Regions from separate parts of the Mus musculus genome. Here regions 2, 3, 4 and 5 are each linked to region 1. A link is a contact called in public Hi-C, HiChIP or PLAC-seq and promoter capture Hi-C data. All regions are on one chromosome and are shown on one strand. Each heading gives the region's core, a stretch centred on a gene start, on an enhancer-like site or on the middle of the called end of the contact. The rest is flanking DNA. Distances are from core to core; before and after follow the strand shown. Region 1 holds the start of Kdm6a (lysine (K)-specific demethylase 6A). Region 2 holds the start of Efhc2 (EF-hand domain (C-terminal) containing 2). Region 3 overlaps Gm39497 (a long non-coding RNA gene). Region 4 has its middle 19 kb from the start of Fundc1. Region 5 has its middle 40 kb from the start of Fundc1.

Region 1 (5,010 bases), core at 1,326-3,825:
GCCCTTAAATTTAAACACTATATACAGGTGTGTGTACACACACACACACACACACACACATCTTTGGAATGACAACTTTACATTAATCTAATCTTTGTACATAAAATACTTCAAATAGGTTGAGGAAAATCTTGAAAAGAGGGGGCTAACAACTATTTATATTTATATAATTCCAGAGCTAGTTACTGAACATTTTTCCAGCGCTAATTTTAATGAAAGAAAATTAATACCGTCACTGTCAAAGTTCAATTCAAATTTCCTTACCATTCAAAGAAAATGGACCTACCGAAAAAGATTATGACTGTTTTGCCTTATAGTCATTGTCTGCAATCACAAGTTCTTATATTTTGATACTTTAAAATAAAAACGTAATTATGATCACAGATAAAAACAATTAAGGCAGCCAAACCAAAATACATTCAAAAAGTAAGGAGCAAAATAATCAACTTTTTTTAAAGCCGTTAAGCTTTAGTCGCCTTTCTTAAACTTCCCAATTGCAACAATAGAGCTAACAAAGTATCAAATCAAACCTAAAGATTTCCGGCAAAGAAGAAAAGGTCTAATGAATGCAACATCTACCATAGACACTCCAAGTTTGAGAGTCCCAGCTAACAAAAAAACCTCCTCCTACCATTCCAATCACACTTTGGTCAGGAAATATAAACTGAAGTAGACAGACTGAGACTCCAGCCTTTGTTCAATAGCTTACCATGGGTAACTAAATGTGCTACAGGTTGATAAGCATTTACCAGGCGTATGCACGCTATTTCAAAGCTAGAGAAGGGGACAAAAATTCTACATGCAAATAATCTGTGATCATTTTTATTAACTACTGAGCTACATACTCCAAAGGAGAGGCCTATTCTTCTCTGATACTATTTATTTCCCTGTTTACCTCTCCTCCCTCCCCCAAACCTCCCCCGGCTCACTTTCTCCTCCCACCCTGTCCCGCCATCTTGGGCGGACAGAAGCAGCCATTACTTAACTAAATGACAGTACCAACAACTTTGCACACAAATAAACAAGAGACTACACCCAGAATCCTCCCCAACTGCTCCTGACAGACTCACAGGAAACCAAGCTCCAGAAAACGCACTCATACAACTGTGGTAGATCTTTGGCAGAAAGATCCAAAAAGTAAACAAATCACCTAACTTCAGGTAAAGCACACACCGATGATGATACAAGTCAATAACCCCATGCAAACTCTTTACGGACCTAAACTACGTGCAACTTCCCCCTTCAGGGAGCAGAGACAAGAAGCCATCCCGAAATGTTTGACTAAAGCAGGCATCAGGAACAGACTGCCTAAAGAGCCTTAATAACCAGGGAAGATAACGAGCGGGGGATTTAAGGAAATCTACAGCTGTTTACGAACTCATGACCCTCCCTAGGCACCTCAGAGATCATCCGCCTAGCCTCCAAGGGCGGTAAAATCGTAGTCAATTTGGAAGCCCCACATGAGCTTGGCCCCAAAAGCGCCACTGCCTCTGTCCTCTGGCTCCAAGAGAAGTGATCTCTCAAGAGAGCAAGCGAGGTATCAGGGGGTGGAGGGGAGCGCAGTAGCAGGAAATAGTTTTCCGGAAGCCCCTCGGCCGTCTTTCGAGGCCACAATGAGTGGTGACCCGGCCCCGGTGCCCCAGGCGAGCGCGCCTCTGGCTCGAGAGACCGCGTCCGCGCTCCGGCCCGCGGTTTGCCTTACCTTGCCCAGCAGGGCCTTCATCCTGGCGCCATCTTCATGAAACCTCACGAACCCGAAAAGGCGGCTGCGGAGAAAGACACACGCCGCTCGTTAGTGCCCCGGCATCGGCGCCGACCCGTCCGTGCCAAAGCCCGAGGCCCGGGCGTCAGCGGAGCCGAGAGCGCCAAGCCGAGGTGCCCGCCCCACGGCCGCCACAGGCTAGCCGCGCTCCGGCCTCCTCGGAGAGTGGCGCCAGCCTGTCCCGAGCCGCCCGGGCGAGTGCCCGCTCCCCGTACCTGTCCAGTCCGCCGAGCGCCTCCCTCTCCTCCGCTGTCAGGCTGGGGGACGCCTCCTCGCTCTCGCCGCTCGCTTTTCCCGCCGCCATTTTCTTTTCCTCATCACCGAAAGCGGCGGCGGCGGCGGCGGCGGCGGCGGTAGCGAGCGACACTCCGCAGGATTTCATGGAAACGCAGCGAATTCACAACTCCAACGCCGACACCCCCCCTCTCCGGGCCGGAGCCCGCAAGGACGCCTCCAATCTCCGCACAAGACCGGCACACCAACTTTATTTCTGCCTCCTCCTCTGCCGCGAGAGGCGGCAGCGAAAAATCCTAACGCGGTAGAGGTGAAGGCAGAGGCAGCAGAGGCTGTGGAACCACTGGGTCCGGAGCGGCGACGGCTCGGCTGTAGGGTCACATCGCGGGGATGGGAAGGGGGCAGCCACAGGCAGGGTCGGCGGGAATGGCCGGAGCGCGCGAGGAGCGGGAGCTCTGGGGGGGATTCGTAGGAGACACAAACTTCCCCGGCACCAGCACAAAGTTGTTGTAATTGTGTCACACAGCGAACCCCACGCCGCTGCCGTGACCCCCCCCTCACAGCCCGCTCGGCGCAGCCAACCAGAGCAGCCCCTCGCCTCACGTGACCTTTGTTGACTCGCGTCAGTCGTGGCTCCACTTAACTTGCTAGCTGCTTTAGCCCCGCCCACCGAGGCCGCCACAGATCCGAGAGCGGGATGCTCGCCAGTTCTGGTCGGTGGTTGGCTGATAGGCACGTCTGTCCGGAGTAGGGTTGTCACCCAGTGGGAGCAGCCGGTTAGGTTGTGCTACTTAAATACACAGGCAGAGAATGGAGGGGTCCAGGCTGTGTCCCTTCGGGAGCCGTGGTGGGATCGGGGGGGGGAGGGGAGTGCTCAGTCTGGGCGAGGTCCGGCACCGCCTGTAGCGAGCGCCAACGAGAAAGCCTAGGACAGCCTCTGGCTGCCCGGAAGCCCTAGGGTGGGCCAAGACTGTGATTTCGGTGGTCCTGCTAGCGCTCGCGCACTCCGGGAATATCGATCCCGACAGGGCTGGACACCAGCTGAGTCGCGGGGAGGGAACACTCGGCCCCAGACCTCTGCCCTCGGAAGAAGGCGCACTGCTAGAAATAATAGCCTCCACGAGGAGTGCGCCAGAGGAGCAGCAGCCGGCTTCATACCCTGCAGCCTGGGCGCCGCCCTAGACAAGGCCACGCGAAGCCCCATACCCTTTCAAAAGGGGAAGGGGAAAACGTCTCCCGACCCCCGCCCACTCACCCCAGGCAGGGAGGAATGAAGAGTCAGTCGCCTGCAGGGGGTCTGGCGCGCTGGCTCCCGCACCCCACCGCCAAAGGTCTGTCTGTTGGCAGCACTTTCGGGCCAGATATTCCTGCTGCTTGCATATACCCTACGCCCTAGCAGTAATTCGTTATACTATAAAGAAAAAAACAGAAACAGTGAAATTTGTCGAGGGGGATTTCAGAATGTTGGGTTCTGTTGCTGTCATCTCAGTGGGTACTCCATGGAAGAGTAGGAGCTGTATGTGAACTGGCCTTAGAGAAATAGAATCCTCAACACAGCTTCCTGCCAGCCTTTTTCTGCTTCCACTACATAGGAAACCCTTAGCAGTAACATTTGCTTGTTCTGTCCCTCAGGTACAAATAAGTCTGGTGTTTGACCCATAGTATAATCAGGAGATAGACCAAACTTTCCATCGACTATTTTGAAAAGGCAGATATAATGTGATGTATCTCATCACACCTCCAGTCTTTGGGATAGAAAATATTAGTAAATGGACTATATGAAGAAAAGATCCGTTTATAAACCAAGCTTTATATGTTTTATATAAGTTTACACCTGTAATCAATAGGGTATATTTAAATTTAGATTTCAGAATATATAAGTGCTGAGTCAGTAAATCCTAGCTGTGTTCTTCAATGAGAGACTATAAAAGTCCCAACTAATTTTGCAGACAGACAGAGCTTTAAATTGTTGCCTGGAGACTAGTAACTAGATGAATAAACTAGTTTTGTATGGATTATATTTCGTGTTTAATTACACTTTTACAAAACATGTTCTATGGTGTTCTATTTTACTTGACTGAGTGAGTACCAGAGACTGAATATTTTCTATAGCTAAATTAACATACGAATTGTTAAATGTCACAAATGGTGACCTTCAAAACCTGGGAGATTTTTGGCCCCACTACCACATGGACACTTGCACAAACAGAAATCAAACCTGTCAGTATTTGGCCACGTCCCCAAAGTTACTGGTTCCTGATTTAGTCCCTTTCCAAGAATGATATAAGCAACCCATGTCTGAGTGCCTTCCTGCCCTTTAATAATAAGGTTAGAGTTTTAGAAATAAAGTGATAGGGAGGGGTTGGAGTCTAGCTAGCACAGCTGGGTTCTGATCCTTGTGCAAGCTCTGTGACCTCTAAACCAAAGCTGTTGTTTTTGATGTGGAGTAATTCTAGTTTATTGGGGCACAGGTTTTATGAAACAGGGTATTGCTCTGTAGCCCAGGCTGGCCTCTGTGTTCTCCTGCCTCAGACTCCTCAGTTCTGGGATAATAGACACGTACAATCATGCCTGGCCAAACCAGGCCAACTACAAGGATTTATCCTCCATCAAACATGCAGTGTCCATATAAAATAAGTCTTACATGTCTATGTAATTTTTTTGGCATTTACATAGTTTAGCTGTCAAATGTATGTGAAATAAGCATGGAGCCTTTCTCAGTCACTGTCAAAATTAATGCAATTTTAAATTTATGACATACAAAAATGGAAAAATTTTGTTTTATAATAATTATTACTATGGCAGGGCAGTGGTGGCACATGCCTTTAATGCCAGCACTTGGGAGGCAGAGGCAGGTGGATCTATGAGTTCAAGGCCAGCTTGGACTACAGAGTGAGTTCTAGGACAGCCAGGGCTACACAGGGAAACCGTATGTCAATAATAATAATAATAATAATAATAATAATAACTATGAAAAAAAACCTGGGCTGATTTAGCTCAGTTGGTAGAGTGCT
Region 2 (5,010 bases), core at 1,063-3,562, 840 kb after region 1:
AGCCTTCCTTTTATGGCATATCTCAAAGGAAATGGTAGTTATCATAAACTGGAAGACTTTTTCCTCCAGTATCTGATTTATTGTCTTGAAAGATCTCAAGGTCAGGAAAAAACAAAAAGCAAAAAACTACAAAAGCTATTCCAGATTAAAGGAGACTAACAATCCATGAGAACTAAGAGACAAACACAATGTTAGAATGGACTCTGGACAAAAGGACATTGTTTGGAGAGCTGACATGATTTACATTTTAGGTGAGATAATGGTGTCTTCAGGTTTACTGTAAGAAAGTTCAAATATAGAGAAAATAATAAAACCAATATACTAAGAGACAAAAGAGTTGAATCTTGATGAAGTGTAAATGGGAATTAGTTGTACTATGTTCTAATGGTGGTCTTGTGATTTCTAGGCAAACATTCTACACTGAACCATATCCTACACTGAACCACATCCATAGCCTGTTTTGTTTGTTTGTTTTTGTTAACATTATTTTTGTTTTGAGATAAGGTCTCTCTATATAGCCTAGGCTGGCCTTAAACTCACTAGAACTAGTGATCCCCTTGCCTCAGCCTCCCAAATATCACCGTTCTGTTGCTATAACTCTCATAGGGTCTTAGTTAGGGTTTCCATCACTGCGAAGAGACACCATGACAAAGGCAAGTCTTACAAAGGACAACATTTAATTTGGGCTGGTTTACAAGTTCAGACATTCAGTCCATTATCATCAAGGCAGATGCATGGCAGCATCCAGGCAGTCATAGTGCAGGAGAAGGAACTGAGAGTTTGACATCTTCATCTGAAGGCCTCTAGCAGAAGATTGATTTCCAGGCAGCTAGGATGAAAGTCTCTCAAAGCCCAGCCCCATGGTGATATACCTACTCCAACAAGGCCAAACCCATTCCAATAAGGCCACACCTCCTAATAGTACCATTCCCTGGGCTAAGCATATTCAAACCATCACGCCTAATATGTTTAAATTAGTTCACTTTAGAAAGTAACAAAGAAAAGGATTTTCAAACTCATTTAGGAGAACCTGGGCTTGGTGACATACATCTATAATCCCAACACTGTGGAGGTAGGGGCAGGAGGAGTAACAGTTTCCTAGTTTGAGCTCAACTTGAGCTGTGTGGTGAGACTGTCTCAAAACAGCCCCAAAGCAAACAAAAGAAGAGGTTTATGTCACTCACTGTATTAGTGTTAATAATTAGTGAAATAAATGAAAACAGTAATTGTCAACAATAGATGACAGCAGATTTGTGTTCTAATCACAGCATGCACATTAGATGGATGAACTGTTATTCACATGTGTCATCATGTAAAGATCTCAAAAATAAAAACCATAGGTTAAAAGAGGAGGCAGGAGGGGCTTGAGTTATTCTGATTTGAGGGCATGCCTGTAACAGAAGGAGTCTGTGGGAGGCAAATCAAAATATACACTCTATAAACACAGAAAATAAAGTTGAAGATTGTTGAAGAACAGTCTCTGTCTTTAAAGAATTTTCAGGCATTTAACAGAAATCCAAGTAAATATATGATTACCATGTAGGAGGAGGAAGGCACAAGTAGTGTGTATTATGTTTAATGAAGATGGAGGAGGGGTACAGGCAAAGCTGAGGGAACATTCATTTCCCAGCAATGGCAAAACTTTCTGTACCTCCTTTTCACACTAAACCAAATCCTGGAACAAGAAAGATGAAGCCTTGATGAAGCATGGGAAGACAGGTGTGTTTCTAGAACACAGAGTGATTTGCAAATTCCTAGAAGATCCTGGTGGAAACAGCTAGGGGTTTCTTGAAGCTGGAAAAGAGGAGAGGAGGGTCAAAGCAGTACACTACAGATGAAAAGTGGCTCTAGGCCTGGCTAAGGAGTTTGATGGCCTGCAGGGGAAGGGAAGGCAGCCTTTCTTAAAGCAGAGAGTAACAATTGCAGTTTGAATTTGACAAAGGGAGGCTCTATAAGCATGATCAGTTGCCCTTACCTCCACTTCCAAGGAATAGAGTAAAGCAAGCTGTAATTAGACGTAGGGGTCTCAACAGAAATAGCAGAGGGAGTGATAAATACACTAAGGTGCCCAGCCAGCAGGGCTGTGGGGCAGTTAACTGTAGGTTTTCATTCTAGGCATCTGGGTGCCTGGTGGAGCAGTCTTGATATTTTTGGTTTTGTTTTTTGACATATTTCACAGTAACGCCTAGTTTGGCTTGGAACGCAGGCCTCCTGGGTGCCAGGATTTTAGGCACGAGACATCGTGTTTTATGCTGCTTGACCCTGCTCCTGGCCACTGCTGATTGGACTTTAGATTTTCCACACTTAGGTCATACAAGAAAGGATCAGAGGAAGAACTGAAGGCCATGCTTACCTTTGGAATGAGTTTCCCAGTAGGGGGTGAGTGGTTTTAGATTCATCTCAAACGCTTTAATTAAAAAATAGAGGCTGGTGTAAATGCAACACAGCTCTGTAAGCTCATAAGGGTCAGATTTCTGTACGTTTCTGGGCATTTTAACTACATTTGATAACAAAATAGCAAAACAATGCTATGTCAAGATTTCGTGAGCTGAAGGTCACAGGAGGATATGAGCTCTAGAAAAAAAAAAAAAAAAGAGTGAAAGCAGAAAATAGCATAAATGAAAACCGAGCACTCACTGTGAGCGCAGAAGACCAGTGGGGTCAGAAACAGGCAGCTTCCGCAGGTGGGCGGTCAGGGAAAGAAGATTAGCAGGGTGGCGGAGGGGGAGGGAGGGGCCCTGCGGACTCGACCCCGCCCCGTCGTCCCCACCTCCACTCTGTCTCGCCTCACCCCCTCCCAGACCATGGTTCCGCCCTAAGACCCCTACCCTACCCCGCCTATCTTAGCCCCTCCTCCCTCCATGACGCTATCTCCGGTCTCCAGGTAACGCAGGGGTCAAACAAGCAGCGGTTGAGGGCATTCATCTCTCTTTGGTTGGACCCTGCATCCTCATCGGACGTTGACAGCCATGGCTCTACCGTTTCTGCCTGGCAACAGCTTTAACCGCAATGTAAGTAGGCAGGAAGCCTGAGATCCTGGCCAGATCCTGGGGTTTAGAACAGGATCTGGGAGTGTTCATCTTACTAGATCCTACCTGTGAGCTAGCTCCTGCCTTTTACTCCTGTGTGCTGAGTACACCTCAAACTTCTTGTTCCCTCTTCCTTTTTTCTCAAAGTGCATCTGAATGCTTTTCCTACATGACATCGAAGTACAGGTAGCAGGGGCATCCAAAGTAGTTGGTGACAGTGATGATAAAAAGAATCACTGAGTGTTTTAATGTGTGTGGGGTGCTATGCTTTAATTGCCTTGGATATTCTCAACAGCTGTTTGAATTAGATCTTTTTGTTCCCATTTACAGCTGAGGAAACTGAGGTCTTCGTGGTGATAGTAGTTTTCTTTCAGGCAGCTGGTCTTTATAACCCACGAGTCTAATTATTATCTTTAGTACACTGTGTGCAAAAACAAATGTTGGTACTAAATAGAAGAAACACAGAAGGAAGCATGGCAGATAGGGAAGCCTTCTATTAGCCTATAAAGTTTAGTGCCACACTAGGAAGACAGGCCCTTAAACCTGGAGGACAAGATGAAAGCACAAAATCAAAACATTACAATCCCCTAGAACATCAAAGAACTCAGTATTACGTAGCCACATACCTAACAGGAGGAAAACCAGTCAGGCTTTTGTTTGATAGGGGTTACTGCCTTTTGCTTGGGTTTGCTAATGTCTTTAGGAGAAGGTAATATACACTGATGAGAAAGATTCACATGGAGCCACTCAAGATGTTTGTAAACCTCAGCTCAAAGTTTGCAAAACACTTAGTATACTGAATTGACAGATTTTGAAGTGTCTGTATCTGAGTTGCTGCCCCTAAAGAGCCAGTATTGTTGTAGATGTTCTGTTTAAGGTTGAGTTTTAACCCCTCACATTAGCTAGTCCGTTCAACTTTGAACAATTGCTTGTGCATTTTGTTTCTTGACTAAGTTAGAGGCTGGCCTCTGAAGCGAAGCGATGCTCTTTGGGAAAATTAAGTCAGCAGAATAAGAAAGGCTCCAAGAAGGAGGGCATGAAAAAACATTCCAGAAATAAAGAAGCATGCTGTGCAAAAGTAATTTTAATAAAATATGTAAGCAGAGCCTACAGCTTTTGGCTCATCTATGCTTCTGATTACTGATGCCCACTGCCTGCAGAAGTATCTCAGCTCTCACATGAAGTGATTAAGGGTGGGAAGGGAAAAAGAGTGTTTGGATGAGATATTTTAAAATCAGCAACATAGTACTAAGTGTACTTTGCTTTTTATAAAACTTTTTTATTGGGAAGAATAACACATGTACAGAAAAAATGTGCAGTGGATGATCACAAAATGAACATCAAGAAATAGAATACTACCACTACTCTAAAAGCAGCCCCCTTGACTATGCATGCCATTTGTAGCAGTTAAAAATAAACGTTCTGAATATTACCTGAACCTATTATTATAAAATATTACTTGTTGTTTCAGATTCAACTTTAACTGAGTAGCTTGCATTTTATGTGGAACTCTATGACCCTGTCCATGCCCCTTTAACCTGTACATCATTCTCCAACTGGAACCACTATTTTAACTTTTGTTGCTATTGTTAGATTGGGCTTCTTTGGAACTTTTTATATGCGGAAATATCCTGTGCTTTTTGTTCTGTGACTTCTTTGGTTCAGCATTATATTTGTGAGATTTGTCCATGTGGATAATGTTTCATTGTATGAATATGTCATGTATATAGATCCCTATATTTAGTTTATTCTTGATAGCTTCTTTGGGGGGTGTTTACAAATACTCTTGCTATGGTTCTCTTGTTCATTTCTTTCACTGTGATTGCTCAATTGTATGACACTGATACAGAAAGCGTTAGTGAGCCCTGCAAAGTCATTATTCTCATTGCCACCAGCACTTTTTTAATTATGTGTTTTTGTTTCTAAATGCCTATATTGTTTAGTCTTTTCAATTTTACATATTTTGTTCAGTGGCTGAACT
Region 3 (5,010 bases), core at 802-3,301, 680 kb after region 1:
AATAAAATAGTCATAGGAGGCAGATGGAGGGAGAGAACTGGGTAGGAAGGTGGATGTGGAGGGGTTCAGAATCAGGTGTTGGGAGAGACAGAAAAGATGGCCAGATCGCCATGAGAATGAATGTAAATCTGCAACTGATGGCAGTATGGTGGTGTGTGTGGGCATCTCCAGGACATGACAGAGACATGGGATAGGAGAGACACCCAAGAATCAATGAGTGTGACCTTCCCAAGAATCAATGGGGGTGACCTTAGCTCTGACTCATAGCATTGGTGACATGGAACCTGAAGAGACCATCTCCTGTATCCAGGCAGAAACGACAGTGGAGCAATAGGGACACCAACCCACCCACAAAACTTTCAACCCAAAATTTATCCAGTCTACAAGAAATGCAGGGATGGGGTAGGGCATTTTCTGAATTAGTGATTAATGGGGGTAGGCCAATCCATTGTGGGTGGTGCCATACCTGGGTTGGTGCTCCATGGTTCTATAAAAAAGCAGATTAAGCAAGCTATGGAAGCAAGTCAGCAAGCAGTGCCCCTCTGCATCAGCTCTTGCCTCCAGGTCTTGCCCTGTTTGAGTTCCTGTCCTGATTTCCTCCAATGATCTGGACGTGTAACCTGAATAAACCCTTTCCTCCTTAAGTTGCTTTGGTCATGGTGTTTCAGCACAGCAATAGAAGTCCAAATTAAGATAAATACCTACTTTGTTTCTTTTAATTGGAAATAATTTTTTCATATAATATACTGCGATCACAGCTTTCCCTCCCTCAACTCCTTCTATATCCTCCCAACCCCTTCTTTCTCTCTCTTTAGAAAACAAACAGGCAAATAAACAAAACAAGGCAGACCAAAACAGAAAAAGAGAAAATGCAAGAAACACACACAAACATAAAATCACAAAGTCAGAAAATATACAAACAAAAGACTAGTAAGATAAAACATATTCTCAAACAAAACAATATGAGTCGGAAAAATCTACCAAAATATGTTTTATATTGACTATTTTTATATTAACTATCTACTTCTGGACAAGCAGCCTTAAGTGTAGCTTACCAAGCCAGTGAGACTCCATTGGAAAAAACTAAATTATCCATTGCAGGCAGCTGTCAGGAGATAGATAAAGCACTTACTTACTTTGAGGCTTCAGCAATAATCCTTCTATAAATATATAAATGATAGGTGTTCATGTTACAGGTAGTGAATATACATTCAAATTTCTGAGACTACAAAAAATTTCATTTTCAGTTTTCTACACAATGATTTGTCACATAAATAATTGAAACCTATTTGTAAGACTCCTTTTAATTCTATTCTCAGACATTACAAATAATTATTTTCTAGACCATTTGCCCTGGCAGTACTGACCTTAGGTTCTTTATAGAGAGGTAGGGAGAAGGAAAGGAGGGAGGGGGTAAGGAGAGGGGTGAAGGGAAGAAGAAGAAAAAAAAATATTCCTAGGTGCATACTTTACTTTCAATCTGTGTTTGAAAGTTCTGTAAAGTTTAGGGGACAAGAGGTTCCTTTTTCTTGGGGGGAGGGGTAGGATAAATACTTTGTGTGTAGATTATTTTGCAAAATGCAGAGACATGTTCTTAAACTATTGTCTAACATGAAAGGCTCAAACCAGACCTCATTTCCTTATTTTCTCCAAACAGTGAAAGCACTCAATATAAAGTTTCCTTAAACAAATGCTGCAATTTTCTCTTCTCAAAAGATTCCACTTGTACCACCCAAACAAATCAGCATATAAATGAGCTCCATGATCATACTCATTATACAACAGCAACATTTGTGCACAGGCCAGCAGTACAGACTATAATGCAAGAGATAATTTGAACCTACTCCCTAAATGATGTTAAGTATAACAGAGGGGTTTGGAAAAATACAAACCTTGGCTTTGTTTTTAATGTGTGTGTTTTGTATTATGTGTGGGACTCTTTTGGGTAGTTTAAACAATATAAAACCCATGTGGGATTAGAAAGCTGGACTACACTCAAATAACCAGAGGCCATGTGTTCACAGTCTGGGATCTTCAATCACGGAGGATCTGCAAAGAGCTTGCTTAAGAATCTCCTACTCCCTTTTGCCCCAGATGTTCTATTTCCTTTCATGTTGTGCTCACAGAAAATGGGAAACTGTCTTCCCATGTTAGGAGTTGGTATTTATTCTCCATGCAGATTCTTGGTTTTCTGAAACATTTGCTAGAAGAGAGCATCCAGCTTCAACATGTCTAGCTGCCTAGGCAAGCCCTTAGATGAACTGGGCATGGGCCGCTTGTTGGACATGGGTCTTTGTTAGTATAGGAAGACCGGAACAGGTCAATGAGAAAAAGTGGGGAAAGGGAGAGCTGCTCCTCCTCTCAGGTTTCCTTCTGTTGTTGCAAACCTACTTTTGCAGTGCTGGCACATTCAGTATACTTCTTGAAATGACCCCAGTAATAACCATAATTCCTGCTGCCACCCACTTACAAATGGAATTCAAAACAGGACTGAACCAAAACCAACTGGCTCTATGTGGCTGGAAAGACAAAATGATTGCCTTGCAGTTGGCCCTCTGTTTCTACAGGTTCTTTAACCACAGATTTGATTAACCATGGATCCAAAAGAGTCAGACAAAAGCAATACTGTTATTGTCATTTACTCTATAGTAAATGTTGTGAACACGTAGGGATTTTTGTTGTTTTGTTTTCTTGTTACTATTCCCTGTAGCAAATGTTAGCATTCTAACATCCACAGTTATCTAGCAACAGCCAGTTATGCTCTGCCCCACAGTTACCTGGCAACAGCCAAGTAGGCCTGACCCAGTATAAAAGGAGATGCTTGCCCTTTCCTTGCCCTCTTGCTCTCTTGCTTTCTCTTGCTCTTGTTCTTGCTCTTGCTCTTGCTCTTCCCTTCCCCCCTCCCCATTCCCCCCATTCCCTTCTCTCTCTCTCTCTCTCTTCATGTGTTCATCATTGGCTGGCCTTTACTCTTCCTCTCCTCTCCTCTCCTCTCCTCTCCTCTCCTCTCCTCTCCTCTCCTCTCCTCTCCTCTCCCCTCTCTCTCTCTCTCTCTGTCTCTCTATTTCCGTCTCTCCCTCTACTACCTTTTAACCTCCCCTCTTCATGCCCTGAATAAACCCTATTCTATACCATACCATAGTGTGGCTGGTCCCTCAGGGGGAAGGGATGTCTTGACATGGGCCCACTGAGGCACCCCCTTCCCCCATACCTCACCACACATCCATAGAACATATTTTCCTTCTCTTTATCTTTTTATAAACACATCAGCAACCATTTCCATTGTATCAGATTCTCCTTTGTTTTCCAGAGAAAGGATGCATACTTTTATTATTTTGGATGTAACATATATTTTCTTTCTTTCTCTCTCTCTCTTTCTTTCTTTCTTTCTTTCTTTCTTTCTTTCTTTCTTTCTTTCTTCCTTCCTCTCTCTCTCTCTCTCTCTCTCTCTCTCTCTTTCTTTCTTTCCTTCTTTCTTTCTTTCTACTTCCTGATTATAGTTCCCCTCCCTCCTCATCTCCCATGTCTTCCTTCTACCTCCTCTCTGATGCACCCCCATCCACTTTTCCTCCATTTCCCTTCAGAAAAGGGTAGGCCTCCCGTGGATATCAATCAACCATGACATATCAATAAACAAAGTTGTAGTAAGACTAGGCACAACTCCTATTGAGTCTAGAAGAAACAGCCCAGTAAGAGGAAAGGGTCCCTAAAGCAGGTAAAAGACTGAGAGACAGCTCCTGCTCCCAAAGTTAGGAGTTCCATAAGAAAACCAAGCTATAAAACTGTAACATAGGTCAGTCCCATGTAGACTCCCTGGTTATCGATTTAGTCTCTGTGAACTCCTGTGATCCCAGGTTGGTTGATTCTGTGGGATTTCTTGTGGAGTCTTTGGCCCCTAGATTCTCTTTTTAAAATAGATTCTCTTTTTAAAATAAAACATGAGTTTAAAATAAAACTATGAGTTTATATGAAATATGTGTGTGCGGGTGTGTGTATAGGACAGAAGACACCAGAAGAAGGATCCTGGGAACTGAACTCCAATCCTCTAAAAGAACAAAGAGTGTTCTTAACTGCTGAGTCATCTCTTCAGCTCCTTGTATCAGATATGTTAATTCATAATGGTAAATCCTCTAGAGATGGTGCAAAATCCATAGGAGGATACAAACATTATATTACTTTATATAATGGACTTGAGCCTCCTCAGATTTTAGTATTCTTGGGAGGTTCTTGAGCCCATCATCTGTGTATAGCAAAAGCTGACTGTCAATGTCTTAGACTCTGCATTTCAGCCTCAGGTACAAGCTTTCCTTAAGTACTTGGAAGAAGCTGTAGTGTAGGTTAAAGGCAAAGCTAGCTTCTTTGTATACCTGCTTTGGACCAGCAACTATAGCTGTCTCAGGATTGTAATGTGTGTTAATTGCATGCTTCAGTGACTTATTTTTGAAAATGATAAAGTTGATTTCAAGATTAATTACAATGTCTAAGAAGGAAAGGGCTGACAGGTGTTCTCCAGAAATGCGTTTGATAGTCATAACCATTGTGCAACCATGAAGAAACTACAGCATTTCTCATTAATTAATGCCCTTATGTCTAGGATTGAGCTGTGCATAATGTTTGTTTGGGACAGCATCTCTGCCTATAGCACAGGCTGGCCAGGGACTTGTGATCCTTCTTTCTAGCTTCACATGTGCAAGGATTACAGGGGTATACCACCACCAGCCAACTTGTATATTCCTTCTGAAACTAAAACTTGAAGGGACAAAAGGCCTCCAGGTCTGACCCTGTTTGAATTCCTGCCCTGCTTGGATTACTCTGACAAATAATAAAAAAAAACATTAATCTTTTATACTGGAATTTGAGTCCTACGTTTAGACTATCAATATCGTCTCAGGCTTTTGATGATATTTGTACTTGGCAGTAAAACTGAACACCCAAAGAGAACAAAATGGTAACTTCCTTTACCATCTGACTAAAAGGAGAAAGCACCAAAGAGATTTTATTTCATCAGGA
Region 4 (5,010 bases), core at 1,227-3,726, 570 kb after region 1:
ATGATCTGGATGGATGTCCAGTAAAAACATCTCTTAAATTCTTAGTCATTGAGTAACACTGTATACAGATAATGGGCCAACATTTCCAAAGCACTGTCTATAAATTCTGGGTTTTTTTCACCCCCAAGCTGGGGAAAAAATATATCACTGAATTGGTCATGGTCCTCTAGAAGACAGTAGGACTCTATAGAACTTTAACACTGGCTGTAGCTTCCTCCCTTTTCCTACTTTTTATTCCAGTTGGGCCCCCTGACATCTTGAAAGGCACCACTTACACTCAGATCAAGTCTTTTGACCTTGGTCATCTCTGGAAGCATCTTCATAGATGCACCCAGAAATGTGCTTTACTAATCTCTTAGGTAGCTCTCACTCCAGCCAAACCAACAAAATTAACAACCATCATCATTTTTCTGTATATTAGCAACCTGTCAGAGCCCTCGTTTAGTGAGCAACAGTATCTGACCTCTTCTGCTATAGAGGAAAGTCATGCCAGAGGACCTGGGACTAAAAAATCAAAACTATTTGGGAGTCTAGTGGTGGTGTATACCCAAATAATCCCTTAAAACAGGTACATGTTGTTCCTTATAGTGAAATTAGTTTGTGGAATTGGACCACTACTATTTTTTGCAGTAATTGTCTTGTGAAAAAAATAATTGTCTTGTGGAGTATGCCACTATAGGCATGTATAACTTCACTTTAATTTTTAAAGTTTAAAAATGATCATTGTAGATAATTTGGAAAGTAATGAAAATTATGAAGTAAAAACTCCACAGAAGAGCCCTAACCAATAGTAAATGGCTATATAAAGTCAATAGATAAAATCTAAATGTGGTGGTACATGCCTGCGTGTACTCCCAACATTAAGAGTGAAGGTAAAGGCAGAGACAGGAAAATCAGAAGATCAAGGACATTCTCCGCTATGTAGTAAGTTTAAGGAATACCTGACCTATCTGAGACCCTGCCTCATAAACAGGAAAAGAGAAAAATATCTAAAACAATACTGTTTTAATGACTTTTCTTTTTGCTATGATAAAATATCCTTACAAAACAACTTGCAGATTTCTTCGGTTCACAGTTCTAGGTCTATTACTGTAGAGAAGAGCTTGAGATAGCTAATCACATTGCAGTTGCTGTAAAGAAACAGACATCAACGAATGCTTGTACTTTGTCCCTTTTCTTTTCATTCAGTCCAGGATCCAGCCCAGGGAAGGGTACTACTCACAATTATCAGTTGCTCACACTTCAACTAACCTAATCGAGATGAATTCCCAGAGGTGCAGCCAGAAACTCATCACCAAGGTGATTCTGGAGCTCATCAAATTGACAACTGAAATTAAACATCACAGACACCTTGAATATCAATATTTGAAGTATTTTCTGTACAAAAGAACTAGTATTTGTTTTATTCCTGTTCCTTCTGTTTCTACCAAAGTAGAATATCTGATTTTAAAAATAAGTTAACTATACTCCTATGTTTCAGTAAAAGAAAATTAAATCCTAATATTCTTTTGATGATTTTTTAAAATTCTCTCAGTATAAGAAGATATAAATGGACTCCATTAATTGCACCTTGTAGAACTGAGGGGTGGGTATTTTCTTGAAAAATACCTTTCCAAATGAGAGAATAAAGCCTACATAGCTGTCTCCCCTGACCCACTCATTACTGCACCTTCCATCTGTGCAATGTCTGGATACCTTTTAAAAGTGAAAGAGACACCCCAAGGTTATACCAATCAGTAGGTAAACTTCCTGCATCATTTTTACCTTTCCAAGTGGAACTGACAAGGACTTAAAAGATAGAACAGTTCGGTGAAGGGTTCTAACCCAATGGAAGTGAATAGCTATGGGTAGGGCATCCTCTTCTGTAGTTCCCAGCCTGGTAGCCATGCTGAAGCCTTTGGGGAGCTACCTCTGGAGCTTTACCTTGGCTTCCTGTTGAGGTCCTGTTTAGCAATTCTAAGAGTTGATTCAAAAATTGTAACTGAAACTTTGTGGCTGGTAATTGAATTGAAAATCATCAGCATCCGTTATTGTATGTATTTTTCCTCATAGAAGCCCCAAGTCACAATCAAACATTTACCCAAAGTAGGAAAGCACAGGTAAGAGGCACAGTCAAAACAGCAGGATGATTAACTTGAAGACCCAGTGGAATGTCACAAGGTAAGTTGAGGGGGATAGTAAAAAGCCATTAAGATTGTTCTTATTTATTTGTACTGTCTTGTTCTTTTTTAATGGGCTTAATGTTCTGGGTGTTTTTTGTTTTGTTCTGTTTTTGTTTTTGTTTTTTGTTGCTGTTGAATATAGGATTCAGAACATTTTCAAAAGATGAGCTGCTAAAGCACCCTCAAAGAACAGGCCCATTTCTACCCATCCATGAACTGTCAGGCTGCACTAGATGTTTTGGAGTGAGAAATGTTATTTTGAAATGTGCTTATGAGCAGGAAGGCTTACAACAGGGAATAGGCTATTGGCAGGCTTCCAGTCTCCTGACATGCTCAGGGCTGGCTGCACTGGCCATGTGCTTGCTTTTCAGTCGCCCTAAGGAAGTGTGCTGAGTTATTTTTTAAAAATAGCCAGAAAAAAAGAAAGCCACAGAAGGATTTTTTTCCATGTACCAGCCAACAAGCTTTGAATAGCCTCTGATAAGCCAGGTGCTGCAGCAAATTTTGTGTGTGACTTCAAGGGCTTGCATCTGATGGGGGTTATTTCCTGTACTCTGCCATCTGACTCATGTGAACAATTTGCTCTCTGTGTACTCTTTTAATAAGAGTGTGTTTACTGATATGAGATGGGTACTGCTTTCTTTTTGCTTTTGTGAAATAATTGGATAACATTGTTACTAACCTCATCTTCCTCCTGTGTCTTTCTTTGAAAAATGAATTGTTCTACTCACACTACAAGATTTGGAGGTCATAATAGGGGACTATGGCCTCTCTCTTTCCCTCCCTCCCTCCCTCCCTCCCTTCCTCCCTCCCACCACCCCTCCCTCCCTCCTACCCTGTCTCTCTCTGAGACCATAGGCAATTAGAACTGTACTTTTTTGAAGGTATGAGGCAGTATAAGCTTCATTTTTACATCAATACTACTGATTTTTGATAGAACTAAAAAAATTCTGCTTAAGTTTTTTAATTATGTCATTGGGACATTGACTTTTTAAAAGCACTATGCCTCTTCTATGTCTGGAAAAACAAGATGACATTTTTAGCAAAGCGAGGCAATATTTTGATGAACGAGGAATGTCATAGAAACATTAGGGATACAAATTACCAGTGCAACTTGACATTCTCACTTATAGGACAAAGAAAATATTACCTAAAGAATTAATTAAGCAACCCCTTTTCCTTCTAGTATCTTGAGAGAGGATCTTGCTATATAGACCAAATTAGTCTGTCTGGAACTTGAGTTTTTCTGCCACAGCCTCCTGAATACTAGGATTATAGGTGTGTGGAACTACATCTGGTTCTGAAAGTATTATTTCCACATTTTGAAGTTGTAGATATAGTTCATTAGCTTCACAGTAAATAACTTGGCTCATGTCTTCTTTGTTTCTCTACCCTTCCCTGCACATAGTTCTTAATATTATTAGTAGCTTCTTTGATGGTAACTCAAGAATGTAAGATTATTTAAATTTTGACTTATGCAATACATTTAACAGTATCGAATACTGAAACCATATGAAAAACTATACTTAAGGAGAAGCATTTACATTTTGTTCTATTTATAGTTATTATTGTGGGGGTGGAGGGCACATATGCCACAGAGGAGGACTTTTGGCAGCCATTTCTTTTCTCCACCAAATTCAGGCCGTTGGATTTGAGTGAGTCATCTTCCTAGCGCAAAGGAGCTATCTTAATTCCCCATCTCCGTCTTCCCTGTTCCTTTCCTACCCCAGCCATCTTTGTTCATGTATTGTGTATTCTTCCAATGTTTCTGCAAATATGTGTGTGTGTGTGTGTGTGTGTGTGTGTGTGTGTGTGTTCATCAAGTAGGTTTCATTTCAGAGACAGGGGAAAGGTTCGATATATAAAAATCAATAAATGTAGCCTATTATATAAACAAGATAAGCCCACATAATCTTCTCATTATATTCAGAAAAGACCTTTGACAAAATCCGACACTCCTTCATGATGAAAGTCTTGGGGGGGGATCAAGAATACAAGGGATATACATAATTATGTATAACCCTAATATATATATTTGTTCTGGCTAAATTATGGAAGTGGCACATTGGACAAGGACTTGAACAGTTCAGGATAATTGCATATTAGTGTTTATTACACAGTGATTTACAATATCCAGAAATTTTTTTTTAGCATACAAGTGTTTCACTTCCTTAGTTACAGATACCCAGTATGCTTTGTATTATTTGAAGCTATTGTGAAAGGTGTTGTGATTTAATTTTTTATCCAGCTACTTTGATGCAAGTGTTTATAAACTGTAGAAGCTCTTCAGAGAAACTTTTAGGGTCACATATGTACACTATCATATCATCTGCACATAGAAATACATTGATTTCTTCCTTTCCAACTTGTATCCCTTGATCACTGTAGTGGTTATTCCTGGTTGTCAACTTGACAATATTTGGAATGAACTACAATCCAGAATTGGAAGGCTCACCAGTGACCCTTATCTGGAGGCTTGGAGATCCTTATCTGGATCTTGGTTTGAAGATCTTGAGCCATAGTGGCTATGGATTCCAGAAGATTGAATCTCCGAGTTTAAGGAACACACCTTTAATCTGGCCTATGCCTTTCATCTGGGATTAAATGTGTGGTGGAACACACCTTTAATCTGGGCTACATTAGATCGTGGTAAACAGCAATCTCGGCCAGTGAATCAATTTCCAGACTTGAGCCAGTTTGCAGATCCGGAACCCCTTGAATGAAGGGGTGGCCAGGTTCCGCTGAGGAAGGATCCTGATAAGACACCCAAAGGTTTTGCTGTTACCCTTTCTCCAGTTCTTCCCCAGAGGGACCTATGGCCTTTTACAAGGGTAGCTGTACACTGGGG
Region 5 (5,010 bases), core at 706-3,205, 550 kb after region 1:
ATATGTACTCACTGATAAGTGGATAATAGCCCAGAAACTTAGGATACCCAAGATATAAGATACAACTTGCCAAACGCATGAAATTCAAAAAGAACGAAGACCAAAGTGTGGACACTTTACCCTTTCTTAGAAATGGGAACAAAACACCCATAGAAGGAGTTACAGAGACAAAATTTGGAGCTGTGACGAAAGGATGGACCATCTAGTGATTGTCATATGCAGGGATCCATCCCATAATCAGCTTTTAAATGCTGACACCATTGCATACACTAGCAAGATTTCGCTGAAAGGACCCAGATATAGCTCTCTCTTGTGAGACTATGCCGGGGCCTAGCAAACACAGAAGTGGATGATCACAGACAGCTATTGGATGGGTCACACGGCCCCTAATGGAGGAGCTAAAGAAATTACCCAAGAAGCTAAAGGGAACTGCAACCCTATAGGTGGAACAACAATATGAACTAACCAGTACCCGGGAGCTCTTGTCTTTAGCTGCATATGTATCAAAAGATGGCCTAGTCGGCCATCACTGCAAAGAGAGGCCCATTGGACTTGCAAACTTTATATGCCCCAGTACAGTGGAACTCCAGGGCCAAAAAGGGAGAGTGGGTGGGTAGGGGATTGGGGGGGTGGGTATGGGGGAACTTTGGGATAGCATTGAAAATGTAAACGAGGAAAATACCTAATTAAAAAAATGAAAAACAAAACAAAACAAAACACTCAGGGTAGCTAAACCAATCCTGAACAATAAAAGAACTTCTGGAGGAATCACCATCCCTGACTTCAAGCTGTTACTACAAAGCAATAGTGATAAAACTGCATGGTATTGGTACAAAGACAGGCAGGCTGATCAATGGAAAAGAATCAAAGACACAGAAATAAACCCACACACCAATGGACACTTGATTTTTTACATAGAAGCCAAAACGATATAATGGGAAAGAGACAACATCTTCAACAAGTTCTAATTGGATGTCTGCATGTAGAAGAATGCAAATAGATCCATATCTATGACCCTGCACAAAACTAAAGTCCATGTGGACCAAAGACCTCAACATAAACCCAAAGACACTAAATGTAGTAGAGAAAGTGGGGAATGGCTTTGAACACATTGATACAGGAGACAACTTCCTGAACAAAACATCAAAAATAAAAATAAATAAATAAATAAATAAAAAGATAGCAAACATGAATTAACAGCAGTGGCAACTACCTAGTGGAGACAGCCAGGCCACGGCCTCAACTCAGCAGAAGAGACCTGGAGAATATCTCTGAGGCTATTTGTAATTTGATGCTAATTCCATTCTCCTGTGACTGGTTTCAAACAAGGAATGAGCCAGCACTCAGGTGATTTCCTGTAAACTTTCTTCCCACCTTAATTTATAAAATAAAGGGTAGAGCCAGTGATTGGGCAGAGGAAGGGAAGGCAGAGCTGAAAGTTGTGAGAGAGAAGAAGGAGGGGGAGGGGGAGAGGAGGACAGAGGAGGAGGTGGAAGGAAAGCAGAGCAGAAGCACATCGCCTGGAGAAACCGCAAGTTATAAGGGGTTTCATAGATGGGGAAGATGGTAGTATAGTGGTAGATCTGCCCAATCTAGGTGCACAGCTTGTAGTCATATTAATTGAATTGTGTTTTCATTGCTGGGGCATATTTGGGTTGGAGATTTATTGCAACACAGGTCCACAGTGGCAGCTCAATCTATTCATAAACATTTTATGGATACACCAGCAGTCTAGCTCAGTAGAGTTGGGATAGAAAACATGAATTAACAGCAGTGGCACTACCTAGCAGAGACAGCCAGGTCACAGCCTCAGCTCAAATCAGCAGAAGGGACCTGGAGAAACACCAGGAGAGATTCTTGGCTGTGTGCCTCTCAAGGAAGTGAAAATCAGTGAAGGCTTGAGACCAAAGCTAGCTCTATCAGCAAGTCTAGTCAGCCTCTGTCACCATCTGTCAAGTCCTTTTATACTCCCTCCAAACATCACATGTCCTCCATGGGTCTGCAGAAGCCTGTGCCTTGCCTCAGCACGTGCATCTGACTCAGCTGACGTCACTCTGTCAATCAGCCCAAGTCCGAGGAAGCAGCAAGTAACTGCAGCACACCACTCAAAGTTGTTTCGTTCATTTTTCTTATGGAGTACTGACAAATGGAGCTCAACTATTCAATGTAAGGTGGACCGATACATGTGTGTTGTTAGTGATGAATCCTTCATCATGTGTCCTTTCACATACTTGCTTCAGCAGAACATCCTTTCACTTGTGTTTGCCCCAGCAAAACACCATATAACACAACTTACTTTCCAAAGAACCCTCAAGTTTTCACTTCAGTGGTTGGTTGATACTCAACTGTACTGAAGCAAATGGCTCTTCCATATTCAACTAACTGACCCATGTCACAGTTCCTTCTGTGAATATCCTCACAGACACACCAAAATGTAATTTTGCCAGCTCCCATTATACCTTAACCCAGCCAACTTAAAACTATTCACTCTTGGGCAAATACCTCTGTAGCAGAATGCCTGCTTAGCATGTGTCAGGTTCTGAACTTAATCTGTATCATTGCAATTAAATGAGTAAATAAATGCTTCAAATCAGAACCTGACTATCACAAGTCTGCTTCTTGTCAGCATGGTGCCAATATACATTTCCTTAATCCATATGTGATCTTCAAATGAACATGGTAACTTTCCCTAAAAGGACACCATTGTCTTATATACACCCCAAATGACTGAATCCCTTGAGCCTCCTACAACCAAAATAAGAAGACTCTACAAGGAATGTACCTTCACCAGACATGGACTCTTCCAGTGCCTTTATCTTGGACATCCCATCTTTCAGACTGTGAGAAATTTATAGTTTATAATTCACAGAATTTACTGTCTATGTATGCATGTGTGTGAATTCATATTTACATACATTCTGCTTACATGCATTCTATGTATGTATGTATGTATGTATGTGGCATGTGTCACAGTGTGAAACTAGAGGTTAGAGAGCAACTTGTAGAAGTTGGCTCTTCTCTTCATGTAAGTTCTTGGCACTGAACTCAGTTTGTCACACTTGGCCACAAAAGCCTGCTGGACTATCTTGCTAGCTCAGTTTACTGTTTATTCATTTTTATTTGCTACAGTACTTGTGCATGCATATGCTAAAATTTACCTAATTTATACACATTAAGAGTGGGCAATCTAATATGTGTCAAATATGTCCCCATAAGGCTGTTACTAACAACAACAAAAAAAAAAAAAAACCCTAAATACTGCTACCATTCCAAACCCCTAGTGAAAAAAAATTAAATATTAGGCATTGGTGAAATAAACTTCCACACTGACAATGTGAATATAAAACAGCACAAGCACTTTCTAGAACAATTTCACAGCATATAGTAAAAAACAAAAACTAAAAAAAAACGTCAGGAGCTGAAATGATGGCTCAGCAGTTAAGAGCATTATATGGCTCTTTCAGAGGACCTGGCTTTGAATACCAGCACACAAAGGCCATCTGTAACTACAATTTCAGAGGATCTGGTGCCCTCTTGTGGCCTATGCAGGTACTAGTCATTCAAGTGCTGTACAGACATGCATGCAGGCAAAGCACCTATATACATAAAATAAGGATCAAAATCATTTCAAAAACTTTATATCTGCTATATTTTATTCTACCATGTTCCTTTGAGGCCCATGTATTAGCTTGTTTTATAAGATGGCACTTTTACAATAATGGAAAAGTAGCCAACAGAATATGAAAAAGATCACTTCTATGACTATAACCTAGAGAAATTATCGAAACAGTCACCATAATATATGGTATTATGCTGGTAAGTATGTGATCACTAACTCTTAATGGAAATAAAGGTCCTGTTTCAAGCCTTGGTTAAAAATATTTTGCCATAAATATTTTCACTATGACTATCTGGTTATTGACACCAACAAATGTAGTTCCTCCTTACCTGTGCAGAATAGAGCCTCAGCGGAAGCCCCAAGCCATGGAAAACACCAAATCCTATATATAACTATGGATTTTCCCACAAATTTGTAAATTAGGCATGGTAATTAATCATGGTAAGTGATTAATAATAATCAATTGCCATAGGCTACAGCAACCATAGTCTATTATTTCTTTTCAAGAGCCTTTAAGTTTTCAGGTAAAGAAGCAACTTACAGATTTGCTTGGACTTATAGGAACCGCCAGCACCACTATTCTTGTAATTTGGGGCAGTTATGAAATATAAAATAAGGCTTTTTTGAGGGTGAGCTCTGCAATAGCACAACAGCTGACCTTACAACTGAGGAGGCTGGTAAGTCCCTCATAGGCAGGTAGAACACACAGCATGGATGCACCAGGGAACAGGATGGTTCTAATCCTGACCTGAAAGTGAAATTGAAAGAAAAGGCACCACTGTACACACACCAAGTAAAGGTCCACCAATAATATAATGGATAAATTAATGTAGTGTTTGTTCAGTGGAGCACATGGATGCATGTCAAAAATAAAGTGTTGAGAGGAAAATCCCAGTTGTATACTATGTGCAGTGTAATACCATTTGTATAAATCTAAAAAAAAAACTTTTACAAAGTGATTGTGGTAGTTTGAATGTGCTTGGCCCAGGGAGTGGCACTGTTAGGAGGTGTGGCCTTGTTGGACAAAGTGTGTTACTTTGGGGGTGGGCAAAAAGACACTTCTCTTAACCACATGGGAGCCAGTCTTCTACCGACCTTCTGATAAAGATATAGAACTCTCAGCATCTCGTGCACCATGCCTGCCTGGACACTGCCATGCCCCCAACTTGATGATAATGGACTGAACTTCTGAATCTCTAAGCCAGCCCCAATTAAATGTCATCCTCAAAAGAACTGCCTTGGTCATGGTGTCTGTTCACAGCAGTAAAACCCTAAGACAGGTATATACCGGTAAGCACATCACCAAAGTCATGATGGTACTTAGACTTGGGATAGGAGAAAACAGGATGAAGATAGTGTGTTAGGTATTTGTTGCTACAGAACACTGCTCC

What was found. Promoter capture Hi-C pulls out the DNA fragments that hold promoters and counts their contacts. Hi-C and Micro-C count contacts between places; a contact is called where the count stands out from the background. HiChIP or PLAC-seq counts read pairs in DNA pulled down with a chosen protein or histone mark.
Region 2: a contact with region 1 is called in a promoter capture Hi-C map of hippocampal neurons, with 9 times the contacts expected there. The contact joins the promoter of Efhc2 here to the promoter of Kdm6a in region 1. A contact is called at or near these places in 6 of 39 promoter capture datasets (the 3T3-L1 cell line, cranial neural crest, frontonasal cranial neural crest and 3 more) and 1 of 115 datasets of contacts at active chromatin or transcription factors (stem cell-derived neural progenitor cells).
Region 3: a Hi-C map of uterus shows a contact between it and region 1, with 2.4 times the contacts expected there. The contact joins the enhancer-like site here to the promoter of Kdm6a in region 1. A contact is called at or near these places in 4 of 39 promoter capture datasets (the 3T3-L1 cell line, embryonic stem cells and hippocampal neurons) and 2 of 484 Hi-C or Micro-C datasets (both in uterus).
Region 4: a contact with region 1 is called in a promoter capture Hi-C map of the HPC-7 cell line, with 2.4 times the contacts expected there. The contact joins the enhancer-like site here to the promoter of Kdm6a in region 1. A contact is called at or near these places in 15 of 39 promoter capture datasets (the 3T3-L1 cell line, 3T3-L1-derived adipocytes, the C10 cell line and 9 more) and 8 of 115 datasets of contacts at active chromatin or transcription factors (bone marrow-derived dendritic cells, differentiating embryonic stem cells, embryonic forebrain and 4 more).
Region 5: an H3K27ac HiChIP or PLAC-seq map of microglia shows a contact between it and region 1, with 6 times the contacts expected there. The contact joins the enhancer-like site here to the promoter of Kdm6a in region 1. A contact is called at or near these places in 2 of 39 promoter capture datasets (the C10 cell line and liver) and 7 of 115 datasets of contacts at active chromatin or transcription factors (bone marrow-derived dendritic cells, embryonic stem cells, epiblast stem cells and 2 more).

The regions. Positions count from the first base shown.
Region 1 is chrX:18,160,140-18,165,149 of GRCm38.p6, reverse strand. Kdm6a (lysine (K)-specific demethylase 6A) reads right to left here and starts at 2,575. Exons shown (of 29, transcript NM_001310444.1): 1 at 1,978-2,575; 2 at 1,703-1,766. The coding sequence starts at 2,144.
Region 2 is chrX:17,317,243-17,322,252 of GRCm38.p6, reverse strand. It overlaps Efhc2 (EF-hand domain (C-terminal) containing 2), which reads left to right and starts at 2,312. Exons shown (of 16, transcript NM_028916.5): 1 at 2,312-2,379; 2 at 2,885-3,011. The coding sequence starts at 2,970. The region is part of intron 2 of Gm35105 (a long non-coding RNA gene); the gene reads right to left.
Region 3 is chrX:17,477,887-17,482,896 of GRCm38.p6, reverse strand. The region is part of intron 1 of Gm39497 (a long non-coding RNA gene); the gene reads left to right. Among named protein-coding and RNA genes, the nearest start is that of Gm39497, 37 kb to the left of the region's middle. Within about 2 kb of position 2,051, at least 2 of the 459 cell types and tissues checked have an H3K27ac peak or open chromatin away from gene starts, as enhancers often do. A contact at or near this core is called in uterus, where this site is marked.
Region 4 is chrX:17,588,522-17,593,531 of GRCm38.p6, reverse strand. No RefSeq gene overlaps it. Among named protein-coding and RNA genes, the nearest start is that of Fundc1, 19 kb to the right of the region's middle. Within about 2 kb of position 2,476, at least 36 of the 459 cell types and tissues checked have an H3K27ac peak or open chromatin away from gene starts, as enhancers often do. A contact at or near this core is called in the HPC-7 cell line, where this site is marked.
Region 5 is chrX:17,609,971-17,614,980 of GRCm38.p6, reverse strand. No RefSeq gene overlaps it. Among named protein-coding and RNA genes, the nearest start is that of Fundc1, 40 kb to the right of the region's middle. Within about 2 kb of position 1,955, at least 1 of the 459 cell types and tissues checked has an H3K27ac peak or open chromatin away from gene starts, as enhancers often do. A contact at or near this core is called in microglia, where this site is marked.